2 separate regions of the Mus musculus genome follow, and region 1 is linked to region 2. The links are chromatin contacts, called in public promoter capture Hi-C maps. All regions are on one chromosome and are shown on one strand. Each heading gives the region's core, a stretch centred on a gene start, on an enhancer-like site or on the middle of the called end of the contact. The rest is flanking DNA. Distances are from core to core; before and after follow the strand shown. Region 1 overlaps Sgsm2 (small G protein signaling modulator 2). Region 2 holds the start of Ccdc92b (coiled-coil domain containing 92B).

Region 1 (6,105 bases), core at 2,485-4,984, 240 kb after region 2:
TGCTGTTATCTACAATGTGGAAGCACAAACCTGGGCATTCACATGGTCCTCACCTGCCTTAAGGAAGGAGGTGGTGTCGCCCCATTTTGCAGGGGAGAAAAGTGAGGTTTGAAAACACAGAAGTGCTAGGCCTTTAATCCCAGCACTTGGGAGGCAGAGGCAGGCAGATGTCTGTGAGTTGGAGGCCAGCCTGGTCTACATAGAGAGTTCTAGGCCAGCCAGAGCTACATGGTGAGACCCTGTCTCAAAACAAAAAGGAAAGACTGAAGCTGAGATAATGTAGGTAGCATAAATGAAATTTGAATCTCGATCTGTCCAACTTAAAGAGGGCTTCCTGCCATGCCAGTGGCACAGGATGTAAGGACAGAAGGTTCACACATGGATCGATGCAGCAACAGCAGGCTCTTCTGTCCTCCCCACTCACCTGTCAGGAATGCAGCTGCAGTGACTGGGGGTTGCATATGGGGAGCTACTGGAGGAACAGGAAAGGCAGGAGGAGCCCTGGCTACACAGGGGCTCTAGGTGCCAGGCTGTTAGGCTGGGTCCGAAACCCTGCATCTCAATCATGTCGCCAGCATCTGAGGGTAGGAAGGAGCCAAGGTCAATGCCCACGTAGGCTCTCTCCCCCAGGTGCCCTGCAGCGTGCCCATCTCTGCCCAGAGCTGCAGACGAAATCACATTGGTGGAAATTACTAAGGTGGTGCCTGCCTGGTTGAGAACCCAGAGATGGAGAGTGGGAGGGTGCCTAACACTGCCCAGCTTCCCCTGAGCCTGGAGAAGATGGCAGCCTTTTCTGTGGTAGGATACGTGTACTGAGTTGTGGGCGATTCGTCACCCATCTCCATCAGTGCCAGAGAATACACGAGGAAAGAATAACAAAGGCCTCTGCTCCCCAAAACACTGCCAGGTAGCCTGGGCTGTAAAGGCTCTTGGTCTGCTTCTTCCTGAGACACTCAGGAATGTGTGTGGACGCCCCTCAGTTGGTGATCAAGATCCTTGAGGCTGCCTCAAGCTATGTCTCACTAGCCTCTGGCTTCCCAAGATCTGCAACAGTGCTTCCTGCCCAAACCGGACATCCTGAAGCCTGCATACTTAGCACGGTAGCTCTTGTGTGAGCTGGAATGGAGGGAGATTCCCAGGGCTGGAGGGTGGGAGCGGTGTCTGGGCACGCAGACCCAATGATCCAATACACCGGTCATAGCTGACCATGCCAGTGTGAAGCATCAGAAGACAGACCCTTGGACATGGCTGTACTTCTGTAGATGAAGCTGTCTCAACCATCCCTACTGATCTAAATTAGAACTGAGTCAAGATTCTTTAGAGTTTCTAGGGCCTGCATTGGGCAGAACACTGTTCAGGGTGAACACTGGCTGGGAGCCACAGAGATGGGAGGCAGTGAAGGACTCAGTGGTATCACGGGGTCGAAGTGTGGAAAGAGTGAAGATCAAGGAGAGCTGTGTGTGCTGAGGTCTTCACTAATGGTTTTCTAGGTAAATCTAGCAAGAGACCCTGACTCCCCACAGTCTGGAGGCCAAGGACTGGTGTTTTTAGATAGCCAGACTCCAGCTCTGGGTGTGCCTTGGTGGTGAGGGCGAGCTGATTTCCCTCTAGTCCCTTCAAGGGCTGCCCTGTCTTGTCCCACCAGACCCATGGGTAGGATTGTGTCAGTATCTGGACCTTCAGCTCCACCAGGAGGTCAATTAAGGGGATATGTTTGGTAGGGGGGCTGCGGCTCTGGGAGTGAGGGGTTGCAAGCCATGCCGAAGACTCTGGGAACAGAGAGGGTAAGTGCAGGTGGTGGGGGGTTTAGAGCCTACCCCTGCAGCAGGCAGAAGGCCAGGTGTGGGAGGAGCCAGGGTAGGGACAGAGGTGGGTGGGGAGGAGTCAGCCCAGCCAGGCAGGCAGCAGGCAGCAGGCAGGGATGGTAACAGGTGCAGGGGGTGGAGGATGGGCACAGAGGGAAACAAGCTCAGTGCCCAGAAAGTTGGGCCCAACCAAGGCACATCTCCTGGGTGAATGCTCTTCACCTTAATTCTCCAGGAAGGAGCTGAACCAGCCAGCACTGCACACTCTCTACACTGTGACAGCCCAGTGTAGACAGCTGGAGCTCTGAAGTGACTGGGTGAGTGACTGGTGAGGCAGCAGGCTGGACAGGGGTCTGCTGGGTCAGCTTTGACTCTGACTCTCTCCTCTGAGCATGAGGAAAGTCTAAAGTGAACCATCAAGGTGGGTGAACCACACAGCTCCTAGGACTCCGAGTGAAAGGTGCCTGGCCTGGAGCAGAATTAGAGTGAACAGCATCTCTGCTCTGTGGGGGGTGGGGTGGGGGGACAGCAGGAAACGGGGCGGGGGAGGGAAGAGACCTGGACACCCCGCCACTTAATCACATGCACAAGTCAAGCATGTTGCAGGCCTGAAAAAGCCATGGCTGCAGAACTCAACAGTGTTGTCATTATGGACTGGAGTGCACAGGGGGCTCCACCCCATCCCTTCTTCCCACTTCCCTCGAGATTTTCTTCTCATACTGCTACCCCTCCCCCAAGTGCTGGGGTCACAGGGGCTACCCAGTGGGTTGGTCTAATTCCCAAACTCGACAAAAGGCTATCCAAACTACTCCCAAGGCCGCTGGACCCTCTGGGCCTAGAAATTCGTCTGATTTCGAGGCCTCAGTCCTAATATTAGCTAGTGGGCTTGCTTTTTTCTTCTGAGATCTCAAGTAGCCTGGGCTAGCTTCAAGCTCCCTATGTAGCTAAGGCTCATCCTGACCTTCTGACCCTCTTCCTTCCACCCCCAAAGTGCTGGGATTACAGGAGTGTGTGCCATTCCCCCCAGCAGTCAGTGGTGTCACTACTGCCAAGATGCCGGTTTGAAGGATGATGAGGTCAACCTTCCCGCATTCCTCAAGGCCAGCTAACCTGCAAACAGTGTTGTCCAAGCCTGTGGTGCAGACAGCTAGATGGCAAGTGTGTGTGTCAGCAACCTAGTAAGTGGGGTATCCCAGGGCCTACAGAACTGAAAAGGAAGGGGCAGAACTGTGGCAGGGACAAGAGCAGCTGGCAGAGCTGCCTGATGGGTACTGGGTGTGTTCTGAGCCACGGGCCTGGCTGGCAGGAGTAGGAGTCATTGCAAGCTGAGTGACTCGCTGAGGACACTGTGGCCTTTAGAAGAACTCTACAGAAGTGTAAGGAGAGACACCGCATCAACAGCATCTCCGTAAGGAGTATAATGTAGTAGATTCCCTTTGTAAAAGCAAGATCAGTTAAAACTCTGTGGCACAGATATGGTGGGGATTGGAAAATTCTAGCACCTAAGATCTAGTCTATCCTCAGCGTCTCTGTCCAGCCTTTCCTGGAGCCCCTCCCTGGTTGATGTTTCTCCAAAGAGGGCTCCTTCTCACTGAAACAGCTCTATGTTAAAAAAAAAAAAAGAATCCAGTGCACAGAGGCATGCTGAGGGGCCGCGACTACTGTCCTGTGTTGTCTCCAGAGAAGGAGATCCTAGCCACCGTGGAAGTTGAGGTCCTAGAGTATGGGTCACCTGGGTAACACCAGTGGCACAGCACTGAGCACCAGTGAGAAAACCAAGTCTGGAGATGTTAAAGTACTTGCTCAGCTCCACACAGTGAGCCAGGGGCCTGTGGGCAGGAATTCCCACTGCTGCTGGGAGCCTAGACTGTTCCTGGACACTCTGTGGTAAGCATTTTTAGCTTCATGCCAAAGTACCAGGCCATATACTACAGGCCTCCCATGGGAAGACCAATCCTTAGAGCCAGCCTCTTCTGGGGACTCTATCCAGTCCCTCCTCTGCCCCTGTCTTCTTAAGTCACAGTCAGAAGCACAAGGCTGTAGGCTGGCTTTCCTGTCAGCAGACAGAATGAAAGAGACCACAACCTGGCATTTGTCAACATGATTGGCAGGAACAGGGAGAGGCTCTGAGAGCCATTCCAGTCCCCAAGAGGCCATCAGGTGGCCAGCCCTCCTCCTCAGTGGCTCTCTCTCTCAGCATAGAGCCTCCTTTCCTCACTCAGAACCATTTGCTCTGCACATCCCCTCTTCTTGCCAGTACTGATCTTGGCTCCTTGTGTCCTCAACTGATCTGCCTCTGACAGAGGAAATGGCCCTGCGCATAAGTCCCCTAATGCCAACACTGCTGTTTGAGCCCCTGCAGTGGGTGGCAAGTGAGCCCAGAGGGGTTAGGGTGGAGGATGAGGTGAGTCAGGGACAGGGAGGGATAAAAACCTTTCATCGGATTGGGAGCTGTGAGGTTCCGCGAGCAGATCATTGAGAGCATCGCGTGTAGTTTATCCTCCTCTTCCTCATCATCGTCCACCGAGGCCGCTCGGCTGGCCGCTAGGTGGTGGTAGTTAATAGTGACTGCTCAAAGAGAATAGCGAGAGAGGCAGAGGCATGAGGGCCCTAGTCCCTGAGCAGGAGACTGCCCTCCTGGAGGTGGATGGCTGGAGACTGAGATCACCTTGAACCTGCAAGGTATAGTGGGAACAGGGTAGGGGGCTAAGAACCTTCTGTAGTTATTAGGAGAGGGTGGAAGGTGTGTGTGTGTGTGTGTGTGTGTGTGTGTGTGTGTATCTAGGAGACCAACTCTAACTAAGGTTAGTTGGGACTGGCCAGATGGATCTAAAATGGATCTAAATTTTTATTTAGCTGCTATCACAGTTGGGCTGCATTTAACCTAGAGATGACCCCAAGCCCTCATTTTAAGTGTATAAATTCAACCTTCTTCTTTCAGGGTCCTCTCAGAACCACTTGGAAAAGCAGGAGTCACTTAGCTCAGTTTCAGGTCTTGATGCCTGGCTCGCCCTCTAGGAAGGTAAGAGGTCGTCACAGTGATGTGAACAGAATGGAATGTGTCACAGACTGAAGAAGGGAAGCCAAGCCAAGCCTGAAGTGAAATGCCAGTCTACAGCGTTTTGGCTGTAGCTGTCTCTTATCTGGTCCATCTGAGAGGAACAGAGTCCCCCAAGCACGGGTCCTCCAAGCCTATTTGGATCGTTTACGCTGTAGCTCCTGTGTAAAGTCTGGGTCACTTGCCCATCAACAGAGACACACTATGGATAACTTTTTGGCACAAGTTAGGAAATGCAGGGACGGATAGATAGGTGGTCTGGTTGGCAGTCATCACAGTGGGCTGGCAGATTCCCTGGACTAATCTTCAAGAACTGCAAGTCTAGTGCAGAGAAACCCATGGGTAGCAGCATCATTGAGCAGAATGGGCGGGTATTTCTTGACAGACTCCCCACCCCAACCCTGAGGCCAGCGGCCTCAGGCCACAGCCCTCACCAGGCAAGCTTCAGGTTTCGTCCTCTCAGAGGACGCTCTGTGCCAGAGGCTTGAGGAGGACATTGGCTCAGGAAGTGAACATGCACTGTCCAAAAAGCAGAGCTCTTGTGCCCGGCTGCCTGGGCGAGGCCGGAGGTGGGACTGAAGACGGGAGGGGAGTTTGCTACCTTTTATTTTAGGCCCAAGAGGAATGGAAAGTTTTCCACCTCCTATTAATATTTCCAGTCTCTCCCTTTTTTCTGAATCATAGCATGAAATATTACTAAGAATCGTGTCTAGTGATGCCTGGGCCTGCTGAGCTGGGCCTCAGGGTGACTGGGGGATGACATCTAGGGAGTGATGACCTGTGAGTGAAAGGTTCAGTGGGGAGGCTCTGAGTGATGAACCTCTTGTCTCCAGCTGGCCTGACTCCACAGTGCTCTCAGACACCCTGAGCATCCTTCACAGGGGACACGGGGACACTCACTATGCTCGTGCCTATGTCCGGGGTAGATGATCCGGAACACGTAGTCCGTTGCCCGTCCGACACCCAGCTCCTCTACATCAATGGACCGAATGCTGCTGCGTTTCCGTAGCTTGGGGAAAACCTTGCCCTGCGGAGGAAGCAAATGGTCAGGCTGTCCAGTGTGCAGTCCCACCCAAAGTTCCACCCAAAGCTGTTCCTGAGAACGCTGTGTGGAAAGGAAGAGAGGAGGCCTTCCTTCACCCAGCCCTGCACCCAGAGCCTCCCCGGCCAAGATACCTTTCCCTGCTGGGTCCACAGCGGGGGCTCAAGCTGTCCACGAGGCAGCAGCCCATTCTCCAGACA
Region 2 (5,771 bases), core at 2,895-5,394:
CTCAACTCTGATCTAGAACACATATCTCCATCATTATCATCACCATCATTATCATTGTCATCATCACAGTCTCCACCATCACCACCATCATCACCATCATGATCACCACCACTACTGCCATCTCCTCTTGACGAGCTAGTGGTGGGCCAGGATGGATCAGAGACTCAAGAAAGTTAGAGCTGAAGGCATTCAAGTCCTTGCACACTTTGCCCATCACCACTATGGTGCTTTCAACCACAGCCGGGTTCATATCTCCGGGAGGCCCGATGCTGCTGCTGCAGGTTAAGCTTTCTTACCACTAGGTGGACTAGGGCTGTAACCCAGGCTCTGCTGTTTCCCCAATGTGATGTTTTGGGTAATCTCCTTTCAGATTCCTTTTCTCCATCTGCAGATAGGAATTGCCTTTGCCATAGGAATCTTCCAAAGTTTAGAGGAACCTGCATAGATAAAGTGCCTCGCTCAGAATACTTTCTATTCTAAGGTGGCTTATACACTTCTGTGTGCTTTTTCTTTCACTTTGCTATGAACTTAACTTCAAAAGCAGGAAATTTTTAAGTATTTAACAGATTCTCTGGCACACACATATTGCTCTGTAAATGTTCATTGTTGTCACTGTTGCTGTGGGCACAGTCATCGCAGAATGACCTCCTCGATGTCTCTAGGCCTCCTCCAACCTCACCCTGCTGTGCACACAGCTTTGCTCCTATTACTGTGTAGCAGCTGATGGGTTCTACAGCTCCTCCAAGGAAACGGCTCTAAGAAACCCAGCCCTAGAGCCCAGGTCCTGGCTCTTTCATGGTGGTCTCCTGCTCCTGACTTCAGTTTCTTTGATGGGCTGTTCATTGCTTGGGTGCTCTTATATGTTATTTAGGACTTTGCAGGCAAATGTGTTGTGAGTTTCTATAGGGCAGCTGTAGAGGACTCTCATATCCAGTGGGTCCTGGTTGAACCTGGTTAGATGCAAGGACTCTGTAAGCAACACATTTTGTCTCATGGTTGCAGCCTGGATGGAATAGGGTTACCACTCAAACAAGTCCCTATGGCTGTTTGCTTTAGCTGCTAAAAGCCAGAGTCCCAGGACTCATCTTTATCCAGGGCAAGGAGAACATCTGGGAGTTGGTCATAGCAATCCTTTCCACATATCTCTCTCTCTCTCTCATTCTCTCTCTCTCTCTCTCTCTCTCTCTCTCACACACACACACACACACACACACTACATTTGAACTTCACCTCACAACATTTTGAAATTTCTGTTTTTTATTTCATTTTATGTGTATAGGTGTTTTGCCCAAGAGTGTCTGTCTGTCTGTCTGTCTGTGTATCACTTGCATGCCTGGTGCCCGTGATATCCAAAAGAGGGTGTCAGTTTCCTTAAAACTGGAGTTACAGATGGCTGTGAGCTGCCGTGTAAGTGCTGGGAACTGAACCTGGGACCTCTGGATGAGCAGCCAGTGCTCTTTACCATTGAGCCATTTTCCAGCCCCTTATATTTTTATTTTTATTTTAAGCATATACGTGTTTTACCTGTACAAATGTCTACGCACTATGTGCATGTCTGGTGCCTGGGGATACCAGAGGAAGGCATCAGATCCCCTGGAGTTGGAGTTACAGATGATTGTAAACTGCCATGTGGGTGCTAAACCAGGGTCCTCTGGAAAAGCAGCCTGTGCTCCTAACCACTGAGACATTTCTCCAGCCATCCCTTGAGATACTTTTTGAGATTGGGGGGGGGGGTTGTTTTGTTTTGTTTTTTATTTTGGAGACAGGGTTTCTCTGTGTAGCCCTGGCTATCCTGGAACTCACTCTGTAGACCAGGCTGGCCTCGAACTCAGAAATTCACCTGCCTCTGGCTCCCAAGTGCTGGGATTAAAGGTGTACGCCACCACCGCCTGGCTTGAGAATCCTGTTGATAGATGTTGTCCTTCCCAGCTTATTGAAGAAGTGTGATTCTAAGGGTTCGGGGGTACAGTGGCTTATGCCTATAATTCCAGCAATCCAGAGTTGAGTCGAGATTACCACAAGTTCAAGAACAATTTAGCTTCTGGGTCAGACTCTGTCTCAAAAACAAAACAAAATGAACAAGCAAAAAGAACAGGAGGAAAAGGAAGAGAAGAAGGGGGAGCTCAGAGAAGCTAAGAGTTTTCTAGAATTTTCTAGAATTATTCAGCTGCTAGAGGTAGTATAGCTAATATCAGAGTTTCAGATTCTTTCATACCATGTCTTTTGGAGACGGAAAACATTTTTTAAAGTTCTGATACCTCATACAATTGAGTGCATTAGTTAGTTTATCATAATCTGTATCCCCACAGGAGACCCTCACAGCTTAGGAATGCTGTCCTGTAAGGGCAGGAAGGAATTGAGAACAGGACCCACTGGCCTTCCCAACCAGAAATTACTTACGCATGCTGAAAACCAGCCTAGAGCAGAGCTACAAACTACAGATCATGTGAGGTTCGAACAAAACACAAGCACCTATTAAATACAAAGTGCCAGTCAAAACAGCTAAGACTTTCAATTCTGCCATGAGAAGCTAAAGTTTTTATTCATTGACACCCAAGTCCACTTAAGCCTAAGAGATTTACAAGAGAGCTGAGTGTGGTGGTGTATGCATGTAATGCCAGCACTCAGGAGGCTAAAACAGGAGGATCTGGAGCTTAAGGTCAGCCCAGGCTACAAAATGAGTTCAAGGCCAGTTAGGACTAAGTGACACCTTATTTAAAAGAAGAAGAGGAAGAGGAAGGAAGAAGAGAAAATAATCTTGAGATGGTAATGCACACCCTTATACTCAGAACTCAGGAAACAGGCATGAGGATCTCTGTGAATTCAAGGCCAGCCTGGTCTATGAAGCAATAGAGTTCCAGGCCAGCAAGAGCTACACACATAGTTTTTTTTTTGTTTGTTTGTTTTTTTTGGTTTTTCGAGACAGGGTTTCTCTGTATAGCCCTGGCTGTCCTGGAACTCACTCTGTAGACCAGGCTGGCCTTGAACTCAGAAATCCGCCTGCCTCTGCCTCCCGAGTGCTGGGATTAAAGGCGTGCGCCACCACGCCCGGCTAGCTACACACATAGTAACGCCTTGTTTAAAAGCAAAATTAAGGCCTTGTAGAAATTTGGCTCAACAAGAAAGTAAATATTTGGCTTGTAATGGAGTGAGGTATTCCAGACCAAACTTTAGGTCTGAGTCCTTAAAGACCACCTCTCCCTTCAGCATGATAAGGTAGGATTGGAAATGTGTTGCCTTTGGGAACTCCGAGCCTCCTGAACCCCTGTCATCAACCATCATGTGTACAGGTGTCTAGTGAGCCCCCACACTATAGTGAGCACTGTACAGGTATTAACTCATTTAATTCTCACAACAACCCAATGGTGCACTCCATACACCACCATCTCTCCAGAGAAGAGAAAGATGCTGATGGTGCCAGAACTCTAAGATGAGCAGAGTAACTCTAGAAATCTGTTTACAGAAGAAAGGAAAAGGAGGAGGAGGAGAAGAAGGAAGAGGAGGAGGAGAAGGAGGAGGAGGAGGAGGAGGAGGAGGAGGAGGAGGAGGAGGAGGAGGAGGAGGAGGAGGAGGAGGAAGAGACCCGGCTCAACACCAATAGTGCCTTATGCGCCTTATACTTTTTACGGACTTTGGAATTTATAAAAGATCTTTTCTTGATTCTGGGTACCATCATATAAGAGGTGAGGTGATTCACCCAAGGTCACAAAACTAGTGAGACATCTGGCACAGCTTTGCTGCTGCCTCTACCAGGAACACATTTTCAGACTATCCAGCAGCTCTCGAATACCCCAGCTCGTGGGTACCCCAGCAGGCAGCGGGCGCTGCCTCACTTAGAGAGGCGGAGCGGATCCTGGCCTGTGGGCCTGGGCGCTGTCCGCGGTGCTGATCGGTCGCCGCGTCCCTGCTCGCCTAGTCGTCTGTGGTGTCTCGGGCTCCCTCCTCAGCTCCCAGCCAGGGCCGGATCCGAGGATTCTGCTGCTCGCGGGGTGCGAAGGCCCGGATCCTGGGGCTCCCCGAGGTCCCAGGGTTCCCCTCCCCCGCCCCAGCCTCCCCTCCCCCCGCCCCGCCCACGGCCCCTCCCCGAGCGCCCCAGGTCCCTCCCTTCCCCCTTATCTCTCCCACCCCCCGCCCCCTCCAGCTCGTTCGCCAGTTCCGGTCACGTTGCTGGGTGTTTACGCCCGAAGCCTGCCCTAGGCCCCCCACCTCTGCGCCCCGGAGCCCCCCAGAGCCCTGGAGTCCGCACCCCACAGCCTCGCAGCAGTTGATGGCGCCGCAGCCGGGCCGCGCTCTGCGGATCCATGAGCGCAGCTAGCGCGGGAGAAGAGCTCTTCCAGAGACCCAGCGAGGCCCGGGCCGGGCCCGGCGGCTCTCTCGGGTCCGCAGGTGAGCAGGCCGGCGGTGGGTGTAGAGGGTGGGCGCTGGCTGGGTGATCAGGGTGATGAAGAGAGCCCCTGAGCTCCGGCTCCGCCTGGAGGGCTGCGCGGGGTCTGGCACCGCAGCGCGCGAGAGGCGGGCAGGACGCGGGCTGCTGGCAGAAGTTGTCCTCCGCCGCCAGACCCGAGCCCTTCCCGGCATTGGCAGGGGGTCCAAAGCAGTCCAGACCACCACTCGCACCGTTCTGCCTGCTCTTCGTATCCTGGCTGGTTCCTCTCTTCCCTATACCCTGTGGTATCCATAACCCTCAACCCTGCCCCCCACCCTGCAGACCCCCTAGTTCTGGGTGTCAAATTCGAGGCATAAACTACAGAGCATCAAGATTGAAAGGTGGGTCAAGTTTTTCCCGACACCCCACTCCCATGTACCTGAATCCTCAGCAATGCTGAGGTTGGGGTTGTGGGATCTTCAGTGGAGCGGGGAGCCAGAGTTGAGGGGTGTCTGGGAGGAGGGACTCTGTAGTGCGGAGGATCACAGGTCCTTAGAGAATGTCTCTGCTACCAGCCCCCACCTTGCAGACAGAGTCCCAGACACTTGTCAAAGGCCAGATCTTGGTTCCAGACTCGTCCTCAGGAGAGCCAAGGACTTAGAGGGGGTGGCAGAGTAATTATTTTTTAATACGTGTACTCACTTGCCCTGGTGATTCCCAGTAAGACTCAATTCATTCTCTCGGCTTCACTCTTGGCTGTGTGGTTTGTTTCTTGCAAGGAATTCCCAGAGTCCAAACTGCCCGCAAGAAGGCTCTAAAATGCAAAGGAGAAGTCAGATTTCAGGAGACAGAAACTGGGTGGAGTGTAGGAAGCTAGGGCATGGCTGTACAGGGAGAGAGTTTATCTGGAGAGCAAGAGGTAGAATCCAAAAAACAACAACAAAAAAGAGGTTTAGCCAGCAGATGTAAAGTGTGGCTGCCTTCTGAGGAGCTATGTGTTACAGGGTGAGTGCCTCAAAGTGTCTCCTAGGTGTCAGCACAGTTGTGCATGTCCGGCAAAGGGCTTTACCTCTCTGGGGTCCTGTTTCTTCATCTCTGGAGTGGATGTACTAGTAGGACCATCAGTGTACAGATGAGTTAGTGTGTATGGAGCTGAGGACGGTACTGAGAGTTAGTGTGTGCTAGCATTTGTGCCTGGGTCTTCAGGCCTGGACCTAGGAAGGCTTCTGAGATCTGTGCTCCTCTTGCCATGGGCTTCTGAGTCAGATGATGAAGAGGAATAATGACTAAGAAAAATAAAGAACATATAGATTCGTTTATCCACTCATCCATAACTCAGCCTCTCCCAGCTCATAGATCTACTTTGGCTTTAGGAAACAACAAAAAAATTAGCATTTACCTAGAA

Evidence for each region. Promoter capture Hi-C pulls out the DNA fragments that hold promoters and counts their contacts.
Region 1: a contact with region 2 is called in a promoter capture Hi-C map of the C10 cell line. The contact joins the enhancer-like site here to the promoter of Ccdc92b in region 2. A contact is called at or near these places in 11 of 39 promoter capture datasets (the C10 cell line, the HPC-7 cell line, cranial neural crest and 6 more), 1 of 484 Hi-C or Micro-C datasets (CD4 T cells), 4 of 115 datasets of contacts at active chromatin or transcription factors (embryonic stem cells and fetal liver) and 4 of 9 other capture datasets (adipose tissue, embryonic stem cells, liver and 1 more).

What each region holds. Positions count from the first base shown.
Region 1 is chr11:74,859,322-74,865,426 of GRCm38.p6, forward strand. It overlaps Sgsm2 (small G protein signaling modulator 2), which reads right to left. Exons shown (of 23, transcript NM_197943.3): 10 at 6,040-6,105; 11 at 5,764-5,890; 12 at 425-578. Among named protein-coding and RNA genes, the nearest start is that of Mir6926, 5.8 kb to the right of the region's middle. Within about 2 kb of position 3,735, at least 28 of the 459 cell types and tissues checked have an H3K27ac peak or open chromatin away from gene starts, as enhancers often do.
Region 2 is chr11:74,615,461-74,621,231 of GRCm38.p6, forward strand. It overlaps Ccdc92b (coiled-coil domain containing 92B), which reads left to right and starts at 4,145. Exons shown (of 4, transcript NM_001013784.1): 1 at 4,145-4,386. The coding sequence starts at 4,302. It overlaps Gm50590 (a long non-coding RNA gene), which reads right to left and starts at 5,399. Exons shown (of 3, transcript XR_001780261.2): 1 at 5,069-5,399; 2 at 4,806-4,948; 3 at 1,175-2,053.